Regions from separate parts of the Sus scrofa genome. Here regions 2 and 3 are each linked to region 1. A link is a contact called in public HiChIP or PLAC-seq data. All regions are on one chromosome and are shown on one strand. Each heading gives the region's core, a stretch centred on a gene start, on an enhancer-like site or on the middle of the called end of the contact. The rest is flanking DNA. Distances are from core to core; before and after follow the strand shown.

Region 1 (3,638 bases), core at 441-2,940:
AGAAAGGGAGGAGTCAGAGAGTTCTGTAACAACTAAAATAAGAAAGTACTGGAGAAAGGCTGGGGGGAGAAGTTACTTCTAATGTATTTGCATATAAATGTTTAAAAAGGGATTGGAATATATGGACATATGGGCTGGTGGGTGGTGGGAGGAAATCTTTGGGTCGTGAAATCAAAATCTATTTATAGAACTTTCAAATTAGCAAAATGGGCAACTTTCTTGGAAATAATGTAAACTACATTAACAATTGGGAGGGTCTGAGTAAATTAAATTATGGTACCACTTATTAGAAAGCTATGTAGCTGTTAAAAATGATTGCTCTTCAATTATATCAAGGGACACGGGAAACTGCTTAAGACACATTTTTAAATGAAAAATAAGATAATGAGATTCCAAATGTGTTTAAAAAGGATATGCACCTACATAATGTATAGCACAGAAAATGTGTGTGCAAGGCATATACCAAGCATAGATTATCTCTGCAGAGTAAGACTGAAAGGGACAAGGGCTTTTATGTTTTTTTACTCTGCTACTGCCTGAACTTGCTACAGAAAACATATTATTTTTAATTTTAAAAAGGGAGAAAAAAGGGTAAACTACATTCATACATTCAAAAAAATGACTGACAGGATTTCTATCAAAAATTATCTCTGGGGACATTCCCTGGTGCTCAGAGGGTTAAGGCTCTGGGATGGTCACTGCTGCGACTCTGGTTACAGCTGTGGCATGGGTTTGATCTCCAGCCTGGAAACTTCTGCATTTTGGCATGTGAGGGTTTCTAGGCTTGGGGTCAAATTGGAGCTGCAGCTATAGGCCCACACCACAGCCAAAGCAATGCCAAATCTGAGCAGCATGTGCGACCTACTCCACAGCTCCAGGCAACGCTGTACCCTTAACCCACTGAGTGAGGCCAGGGATCAAACCCGCATCCTCATGCACACTACGTCAGGTTCTTAACCCTCTGAGCCACATCGGGAACTCTGCTGAGTCGTTTTATTTTTATTTTCTTATTGAAACTTTTTTATATTTCAATATATAATACTTCTATTATCAGAAAAAAAGTCATACAAGGAAATAATCTATCATACCAATGGTGCAATCAGTTTTAAGACTGTTTGCAGAGCCAAAGGTTATAGGGTTGGGTGTTTCTTTAAAGAGGTTTGGATCCAATTTCTTTTACTTCTTTGGGGCTCGTGCTTACTTTTTATTGCTGCTGAAGCTATTTCCATATTAAAAAAATGATTTCCATTCAGCGTGGCCAAAAAGGAAAATGGAGGCCAACCTCGAGGCAAGCTTTCCTGAGAGAAGACAAAAAGCCTCTGTAACCTGTGGAATGAAAACTTCACCAGCAGAACGTGACTCTTTTGTCGTGAGTGACTTCAGTTGCTGGTGGACAGAAATTTTTAACGAGAACAAAGAGCGTCGGAGCGATTTCGGTGCTCTGGTTGTCATTCCAGACCAAACACACCGGTAACTTTATATTATAATGATGGGGACAAAGAACAAGGGGTCCCATTCACTGTGAGGTTCCCATAACAAGAGGGTGCGGACTCCTTCTCTGAAGGCTGGAGACGAGAAGGAACTTGGGGAGTTGGAAAAGGGCTGCGAGCAGGCAACTCTTCAGCAAGCCACATAAATTACGGCAGCGAATGGGTGACGAGATGAAGGGACACGCCCTCTGATCATTCGCCAATGGGAAGATGCGCACTCAATCAGGGGCTTTTCTGTCTGACGCTGTTGTTTTTACCGAACAGTTAAGCACCCGAGGAAATACCAGTTGGGTCTTAAAGACAATTTATAGCCGGGCCGGCCTCCCTGCACCTGGCTGTGTTTTGACAGCAGGTTTCGTCAGTTTATAGTGGAGATTCTTGTCTACGTTATAAGCTGTCGCTAATGCAACGAGACCTTTGGAAAAAATGTACCGCTCAGAGGCAAATTTCCCCCTTCCACGCACCCCTCCCCCTTTTAATGAAAAGCAAAAGCCTCCTGCTGGTGGCGAAGCCTCCTCTTCTTCCGGGGAAATTACAGAGCCTTCTGGGAGCCAGAGGGTCAGCCCCAGTGCTACAACCCGGGAGGGGTGCGCCTGCTCCCGGGTACTCTATTAAGGACTCTTTCTTTTCTCTGCCCTAGGGGCTCACTGCTGAACACAGGGGTCTTGTTGTTCTGGGCCAGGAACTTTGGGATGCTGCTGTTTGGGCTCCCACCTCTTCCCAGCTTCCAGGCCACGCTCAGAATGTCTGGGAGCCTTGCAACAGTCGGGCCTAGGAACACCAGGCCAGGGGGATCGCCACCCCTCACCCCCATGGAAAACAAGAAGTGCAAGGCTTGGCTATTTAGGGTGACACAACTCTTAACTTTGTTTCCCTGGCATTTCTGCACTCGCTAGGGGTCTGGTTTGGAAGCCAGGCTTTCGAAATCACAGGAGCTCATTATAATATACATGAGTTGAAAGCATGGCCTCCCAGGACCAGGTGCCTGCCTTATTCCACTTGTTCTGTTCTGCACGTTTGGGACACAGGATTTTATTCTTTTTGGTTCCCAGAAGGATGGGGCCCAACCAGTAAGTTTTAACAGGTGACACGCATTCCTGAACCAAAGGCAATGCGACCTTTTCAGGAATGAGCTCACAGTGGCTGGTGGCCCACATTTTCCCCTGTGTGGTAGAACAGGACAAAGATGCAAGGAGACGGATGAAAAGGTAATGGAGAACAGCCCCTCCTGTTCCTTAATTTCATGGTTCACAGACATTCATTGACATTCAGACACTCCCAAGGGGAAGCTCATATGACCAGCCGTGAAACCAGAAACGAGCAGGCTAACCAGGCTGCTTGCCTGGGCTCAGGGCAAAGTTTTTCACCACCGTGGGGGTCCCCTCCCAGACACTAGAGACCCCACGATGAGGGGGCTGCAGCTGCTCAAGGGGGCCAGCCCAGGCTGGAGAAGCTCCAGGGTCCTCTGACCAGCCTCACCCAAGATACCCCAGTCCAACTTCCCAGGGCCCCGGCTCCAGCCAGGGTCAGTTCCCCAGGCTGCCCTTCAGGGTCTAGGAAGCATGAGAGCCTGGGAGAGTCGGGGGGGGTGGGGAGGATCCAGGCCAGGTGGTTCCCACGCGGCCAGGACTCCCTTGGAGCTGCCCATGGGCCTACAGGGAGAGAGAGAAGAAAACCTGCAGTCTCGGTGGTGGGTATCAGTCCCTAAGACAGAGAAGTAGATTTAAACTGCTCCTTCAGATGAGAAGAGCAGCCTGAGGCATGGATGCAGAACTGGAGGAGGAAGTCTAGGGGCAGCAGCGCTCAGGGGAAAGGATGGAGACGCTGGGCGTGGCGGGTCCGAGGAAAGCGGCAGGCAAGCCAACTCACTTGTTGGCTGTACCCAAAGAGCAGAGCTGGAGGCCCGCTGGTGGCACTGAACTGCTGCCTGGCCATGGCGCCCAAAGTATACAGCATGATGCGCAAGACCTCACTGAACACACAGTTCAGGGTCGACCAGAAGGTCCACCTATAACACCACCGTCACCTGAGGCCGAGGCCTGTGGCACAGGGTGAGGGACCATCATTTTCCCGACCCGGGGATCCTCCAACTCAGTAAGATGATTACGTTTATAAATATATATATAAATAAATCATGTTATGGTTGAT
Region 2 (3,638 bases), core at 683-3,182, 220 kb after region 1:
TTTATAGTGCGTTCAGTCCAACCCACCTAATAAAGGAGCTCTTTTAAAGTTGAGAAAAACACTGTGTATGGGGTTCCTGTGTCCAGCATGTGTGCAATACATAAAGAAGCACAGAACACATGTACAGTACCTTCCCGAAGCTGTGTTGGCTTGGCAGAATTCTCCCCACTCGTTAAAACAACAAAAGATGCAGCTGCTCGAACTGTAGCCTGCCATGTTGACATGGCAACGGGTGGCTCCTGGCATGGAAAAAGGGCCCTGTTGTTTATGGGAGATCCCATAGTATAAACACATGGCCTGCAGAAGAAAGACAAAGAAACAAAGGAGAAGAATCTTTAAAACGAGTTGTCACTTTTCTCACCACCATGGTAGTGAAGGTTAAGTTGCGCTTTCAAAGAGAAAATAGCGGAGGCTTTGTAGTTGACTAGTTTCAAAGCATCTTGAATTGAAACTGCCAAGGGCTGGCTATGTGAATAGCGGAGTGGTAACTTCTCCCAAATGAATTACTTAACTATATAAAGAGAGTTGTTTTGTTTTGTTTTGTTTTAAAGGGGAAAAATATTTTTTGGATGAAGTTTTAAATACTAGTCTGCCAAGTTAAAATTTATATTACCCTTGCCCCTCCCCTTAGGCCCTTAAGCCTTCAAAAGAGAAAAAGTTTTAGGGACATTCTTATGAACCGTTTGGAAAATATTCTGGAAAAGAAAACATGTTTAGGCGATCACTGAGATATTAATGCTTAGAAAAACAAGCTGGTGGTCTCAAATCCAGGGCTGGCAGGCAGATACCCCCAATCTTGGAAACCACCATCGCCAATGGAACCCTTGTGGGAATCCTTGTGTGGAGGCCAAGAACAAGGGTTGGCATATAAACAGGCGCGTAGGTCGCAACAACCAGGCTTGTGACGGGAAGGCCAAGGATAGAGCTGTTAGCAAAGCAAGTGCAGGAAACCAATGGCATGACGTTAGGCCTCATTCTGCTACAATTAAAAAATACAGACCCACCCATATCAAGGACAACCCCTTCCATGATTAAGTCACGGCCAGAGATAGAAAACAAAAAAATTTATGAGATGAGAGAGGTCTGTTCTTCCGACACTAGGGTGTAGGAGGCACGGACTGGCCCGGAGGAAGATGCCTTAGGAAAGTATTTCTACTTTTTGCTTTTCAGGGTTATGGCAAACCTGATATAGTTTTAATTGGCTTGTTTTATAGAGTAAATATTAGGGCAGAACACTACCTCTCTTGCAACTGGTTTTCCTTTTTTGTTAACGTTGTTACGACGAAACCTCTCTTGTGTTCTTACCGTGTGCAAGAACAGGGAGAATGATGGCCCCGCTCCTTCAGTTGGGGTCCAGGAAGGAAAAGAGAAACCTGGTCTAGGTCTTTTCATACAGGGAACTGGTTATACAAGTTACAGAAGAGTTGAGAAGCCAAACAGGGGACAATGAGGCAACCGAGAGATTAGCCACAGTGGTAAGTAGCTGTGACTCCACAGGTTGGAGGAGCTGGCGTTACTGGGTGTTACAGGCTTACAGCATCAGGGGTCATTGGGCGGAAGCCAGAGTCACCGTGGGAAGGTCCGGCGGGCGCTGGGACCAAAGGAGACTCATCATTGCTAGAGATGCACAAAAGAAGCAGAGAGGGGAGAGAAAATACCTTGTTTCTCCCCACCTCCTGCTCTCAAATGTTCCACCAGTGCCCTGCATTGGCCAAAACTGGCAGGAAGCCAAAGGCAAGGAAGCCTGGGAGAGGAGGTTCCTTGTCATTCAAAGAAAACAATAAGAGCCGAAAATGGACCTTACAGCAGACATGCAGTTGCAGTCTACCTCCTAGAAATGTATATGCTGTGATGATGCACAGGTTTGACATGAGACGGGGAAAGAAGTTTAGAAATTCAGACTTGGGTCCTGGCTGAATTACCGACTCACTAAATGGCCATGGGAAAGTCCCTTGACCACTCTGAGTCACATGCTAAATGGGGATGAAGGGCAGGACTTCTACTGCCTGTTGTGGTCTCTAAATCTATAGGATTCTGTGTTCCAGAATCATCGAGCCAAGAGCAAAGACAAATTTTTACGGAAGGCCCAGAATGTTCCATCAGTTTCAATGAGTGCTGAGCTCCACCCTGGTCTCCTTAGATCCTCGGTTAATTGATGAGCCTTGGTTAACTCTCCAGCCTCAGGCTGCCTGAGACCCTAAGGACAAAGCCCCCTAAAGCCACCTTCTTCCAGATGGGGCTGCTGGTGATGGATGGGTACTGGTGGGGGGAGCTTTAGCAGCTCACATAGCTCAGGTATATGGGGTCAAGGTATGCCTAGTTCTGAAAAATTCACCTGCTTTTTTCCCTCAAAGGCCCATCTTAGAGAAGGATCCCAAGAAGAAAAGTATCATTAGTGGAAAGAGAGTAAGTATGTTGCCATTGTCTACATGGCACGTGTAATGCCTCTCCCTTTGACAATGACTAATGACATTGAGAATCAAGGTTTTCTTTCTCAACGAAGCAGAATGGACCCCACAGCTTGAGCTCTAGGAATCCACTTCCACTCTAAGTAGACTTGTCCTTTTTTTTTTTTTTTTTTTCTGTATTTTCTGTGGCCGCACCCATAGCATATGGAGATTCCCAGGCTAGGGGTCCAATTGGAGCTACAGCTGCCGGCCTACACCAGAGCCACAGCAACGCCAGATCCGAGCCTCGTCTGTGACCTACACCACAGCTCATGGCAACACCGGATCCTTAACCCGCTGAGCGAGGCCAGGGATTGAACCCGCAACCTCATGGTTCCTAGTCAGATTTGTTAACCACTGAGGCACGATGGGAACTCCTCTAAGTAGACTTGTTGAATTAAACCTATTTGTGATGCTTACAGGGAAGTGGGAGGCCTCTGCCTAGAGATATCCTAAGACCTTCTCTGCCTCATGCAAAGGGGGCGCTTATCCCATATTGTGGTCTCAAGTCCCAGGGTGCTTAGGCCACTCTGAAAGTATCTGTGCTGTCTTGCTTTTGAACGCAGCACACTTCCCTAGGGTGACCCTGGTGGTTACAGGCTTTCCCTTTCATGCACAGGGAACAAATCCTCCCCAAAACACTAGCTTGCCAGGGTGTGTACTCCCCTTCTCCCTATAAGGTGGGTTGGAAACCTTGCTGGCATATTATCATGCATTCTGCTTGTTCCCTTAGGTATGCGGTCCCCAAGGCTTTTTCCATCAGCCTCCAGAAGAAAGAGATCTGAGATGACGTTATAGGTGAGAAACACTGCAGAGGAAGAATTAGAAGGACCTGGCGATTTGCTAAAGGAGAGGGAGAAGGAAGGGAAGGCCTCTCTGAGGTAGCCAGCTTCCAAGATGGACCCCAGTGACCTGGTCCCTGGTATTCACACCCATGCAGAGTCCCCTCCCACACTGCATCAGGGTTGGCCTTTGTGACCAGTGGGCATGGCAGAAGTGATATCACTTCTGAGATTCGACTATTTAAAAATCTCTGGCTTTTGTTTTAGGGGTTCTCCTCTCTCACTCCTTCTCATCCCTTGCTCGCTGGGGAATCCAGTTGCCATGGCATGAAGACATTCTGGCAGCCTATGGAGGAGTCCATGGGGTAGGAATGGAGGCCTCTGGCCCCCAGTCAGTGAGGAGACCTGA
Region 3 (3,638 bases), core at 476-2,975, 170 kb after region 1:
GATGGTTATTCCTAAAAAATGTGTTGTGAGAGAATCCTCTTTAATTTTAACCTCAGGTATAACTGTAATGGTGTTTCCTATCTTACTCTTCCTTGTTTAAACCAATGTCCAAATACTGGGGAAATCACACTAGACATTATCGGCAAGCAATAAACTTTCTCTCATCACCATTGCGACTCCTGTACACATTCTTTCTCTCACTTTATAAATAGCAACTGAATGTCATCTACCTGCCTGGTACCGTGTAGTATGCTGGTTGCCATACGATTCAATGTCAGGTGAATATTTCTCATAGGTAGTGTTTTTTCATTCCAAAGGCATGGCTTCCATAAACTGGCATCTTGGCAATGTCCCCAGATTCTCATTAAGAGCAATGAGTACATGAAAACCCTGGCCTTGAAACAAAATCCAAGTTAGATTTCCCTGGTTCTGAAGTTACTAGGAAATTCTGGTGAATACTCCAAATTGGAATGGATAGTACTTAAAAATTCACCGCCACTAGAGAGCCAACATTATTGCTCACTCTACGCCTCCTTCTGTTCAGTCTGCCATGGAAACCCAGGTCAGGGTTGGGATGAGGGTGGGGAATGACACTGGGGAGGGCCCTGGGGACACCCAACTTTCCTAGGGGGCTCATCAGTTAAGAGACTTCATTAGATACTCCAGGGAATCGAGCTTAGGAGAGCTAACAGTCTCTTGGAGGGGTATGTTAGAATCCAAATGGAATCAAAGAACTTGGAAAAGTAGTTAAATAGGATGAATTTTCAGGAACACATACAGACCAGTGTGAAGTAAGGAATGACTAACCGTGTGTTAGTAAAATAGTAAAAGGGCACTACAATGACATAAATGGAAAGTGAATCAGGTGCCCAGCACAACTGTGAGAGTTAACTATACGACTCTGTGATTGGTGAATGAAATCATGGCACAGTCAGAGAGCAGGGTTGAATGTCAGCTGTCTCTTATGGGAAAGACAGAGAATCATTCTTTTCTGAGTTTCCTCATCTACCAAATGCCAGGAATAAGAGCCTCTTACCCTGCAAAGGCTATAAGGCTTAAATGGGACAATACGTGGAATGTCCTCAGCCTAGACCTAGGCCGAGAATTAAGAGCACCATAAATGGATCCTATGTTCACCACAGAGACACCTTTGCAGTATCCTGTGCCTGCTTTTGGACTTTTCAACATCGGAGGGATGGAGAGAACTAAAACTGATCCAGAAGAAAGCAACTGAGATAATTCAAGAAAAGGAAAAGAGAAAGTATAATAAGGAACTCAAAAATGTTGGGATTATCTAGCCTAGAAAAGCAAAAGCTGGAAGGCTTAGTATCAAAGCAAATAAGCAAATAGAACACCCCCTTGTTCCGGATGCTTCTGCTGCTGGAGTTAGACTTTGGGGGAAGGTGTGCTATTAAGTAAGAGGAGCAAGGGTCAGCTATAAGAAAGGACTTCCTCGTAATTTCTTTTTATGAAGAGTCATTACACTTGGCCTTAGAGACCAGACAAGCACAAGTCTATTTCCCACCAGATGAGGCATTCATTGGAAAGTACAAGAAAAATATCCCTCCAGCTCCTGCTTCAGCTTTTAACAAGATCGTCCCATCCCTCAAGGGGTCCAGGGTCCTGCCGGGGGGCGGGGGGAGGTGACACAAATGACCAGCAGCTCCAATCACTTCCTCTCTGAGACTCTGAGCCCTTCTCTGATGGTGCTCTTTGTTCCCCCTAAGTGATGACTGTTCTGCTCCACTAGTGTGGGGATCACTGTATCCTGTGTGTGTGTGTCTGTCTGTCTGTCTACAGGAAGTAACTACCAGGAGGTCAACAGGCTGGATGCTACGGTTTGTGTGTGCACGCGCAGAGTGCAGAGGTCTACAGCTTATATTAATTTTGTATCCACTAAAGTGGCTGCCCTTCAGAGACTTAAAAAAATAATTTGCCATGCTGGTGAAACATTTTCCAAATGTGTTCTTTAGTGTCATGCCTTATCAAGGCTGAGATAAATCATGTCTATTGCTTGCCTCCCATTGATGTTACCAAAAAAAATTAGATTACTCTGGCCAACATGAAACCATAATGGAGTAGCAGGCTGGGCCCTGCCTCCTATTTAAAATTGAGTTTGAGGTGATACGCTCTGGAATTATGTGGGAAGTGGTACATGGATATTCAACTGAGCTCTAAAAAATGTTTCAGGAGTTCCCCTTGTGGTTCAGTGGGTAATGAATCTGACTAGTATCCATGAGGATGCAGGTTGGATCCCTGACTTCCCTGAGTGTGTTAAAGATCTGGCGTTGCCGTGAGCTGTGGTGTGGGTCTCAGACGCAGCTCGAATCCCGTGTTGCTGTGCCTGTGGTGTAGGCCGGTGGTTACAGCTCCGATTGGTTCCCTAGCCTGAGAACCTCCATATGCCACGGCTGCGGCCCTAAAAATACACACACAAAGAAATGTCTCAGCAACTCTGCCACGATTCAACCAATTCCTTGAAGAGCCTGGAAATTCAGAAACATTTGGTTGTTTCCATAACCCACTACTTTTACTTCCCTTTCTATGTTTTCTGTATTCAGATCACGCTTGGCCTTCTGCCTAAGTCTGAAGATTAAGACCATTAAAAAAAATCTCTGTCTTCTCAACATCCTCCTATTTAAAAAAAGAGATAGCATTAGCTTTCCCCTTCATTTTTTCCTCAGTGTGATTCAAGAAGATTTTCCTGTTTCCTCCTTCACATTTTCTGATTTGAAACCTACGCAAAGGCATTATTTTGTAAGACCAGTTGCTGGCCTTTTGGTCTGAGCTCAGCACAGCCTCTTGATGGCCTACCTCTGGGGTACATGCTCTGCTCCTAGAAGCCCAGCTGCAGGTCTCCACACCAGCTAGTACCATTCACTCATCGCCAGGGCACAGCCTAAACAAATAAAACTGATGGCTCGAATTGTGTAAAATGATATCCAGTTCTCTTGACCAGAAAATCTGGCACTTCTTATAAAAATATCAAATACGTGGGTTCGTTTTTAAGAAAGACATTCTCTTTAAACTTCTCAAGTTATGGAGAATAGGATAAACACAATTTCACAGTCATTAAAATGAATGAAATCCAAAGAACAAGATCATTACAAAACTACTGAAAAGGAGATCACTGGGGCTTCCACGTGGTTTAGGAGATGAGGACTTGGCCTAAATAAGCAAGAGCTTCATGATGATGCATCAGGTTTACCTATGTCACTGCCATCCCTGCTTCACTGCATGGAGGTTCCTTCAAGTCTTGGTGAGCCATGCCCACGTGCTGATGTTCGATTGCTTTGGAAATTCCCCCAAACTGAAATTGCATGTGTTTCCATGTATAAAGTGGGGGACAAAGGAGATGCAGGCACACTCCCACTTCCCACAAGATGGCAGGCAACTTAACAGACTCTCTGTGCAAGGTACTGACTCTTTAGAATGCACCAAATGCGCTCATGCAACACTGTTTATAAAGTAAAACACTGGGAAAAATTCAAAAGATCTGGAAAAAATTAAAAAATGAGAAAACTCGGGGGAGGGAGTGGGATGGGCTGGGAGTCTGGGATTAATATATGCAAACTATTGCATTTGGAATGGATAAGCAATGAGATCCTGCTGTATGCATAGTGTTGGGAAGTATATCT

The links. HiChIP or PLAC-seq counts read pairs in DNA pulled down with a chosen protein or histone mark.
Region 2: a contact with region 1 is called in an H3K27ac HiChIP or PLAC-seq map of alveolar macrophages. The contact joins two enhancer-like sites. A contact is called at or near these places in 1 of 47 Hi-C or Micro-C datasets (embryonic fibroblasts) and 1 of 2 datasets of contacts at active chromatin or transcription factors (alveolar macrophages).
Region 3: an H3K27ac HiChIP or PLAC-seq map of alveolar macrophages shows a contact between it and region 1. The contact joins two enhancer-like sites. A contact is called at or near these places in 2 of 2 datasets of contacts at active chromatin or transcription factors (alveolar macrophages and skeletal muscle).

What each region holds. Positions count from the first base shown.
Region 1 is chr10:27,186,916-27,190,553 of Sscrofa11.1, forward strand. All of the region lies in intron 12 of C10H9orf3 (aminopeptidase O), which reads right to left. Among named protein-coding and RNA genes, the nearest start is that of MIR23B, 110 kb to the left of the region's middle. Within about 2 kb of position 1,691, at least 37 of the 83 cell types and tissues checked have an H3K27ac peak or open chromatin away from gene starts, as enhancers often do. A contact at or near this core is called in alveolar macrophages, where this site is marked.
Region 2 is chr10:27,408,234-27,411,871 of Sscrofa11.1, forward strand. C10H9orf3 (aminopeptidase O) reads right to left here. Exons shown (of 19, transcript XR_002336299.1): 3 at 131-297. Among named protein-coding and RNA genes, the nearest start is that of C10H9orf3, 62 kb to the right of the region's middle. Within about 2 kb of position 1,933, at least 4 of the 83 cell types and tissues checked have an H3K27ac peak or open chromatin away from gene starts, as enhancers often do. A contact at or near this core is called in alveolar macrophages, where this site is marked.
Region 3 is chr10:27,359,021-27,362,658 of Sscrofa11.1, forward strand. The region is part of intron 5 of C10H9orf3 (aminopeptidase O); the gene reads right to left. Among named protein-coding and RNA genes, the nearest start is that of C10H9orf3, 110 kb to the right of the region's middle. Within about 2 kb of position 1,726, at least 8 of the 83 cell types and tissues checked have an H3K27ac peak or open chromatin away from gene starts, as enhancers often do. A contact at or near this core is called in alveolar macrophages, where this site is marked.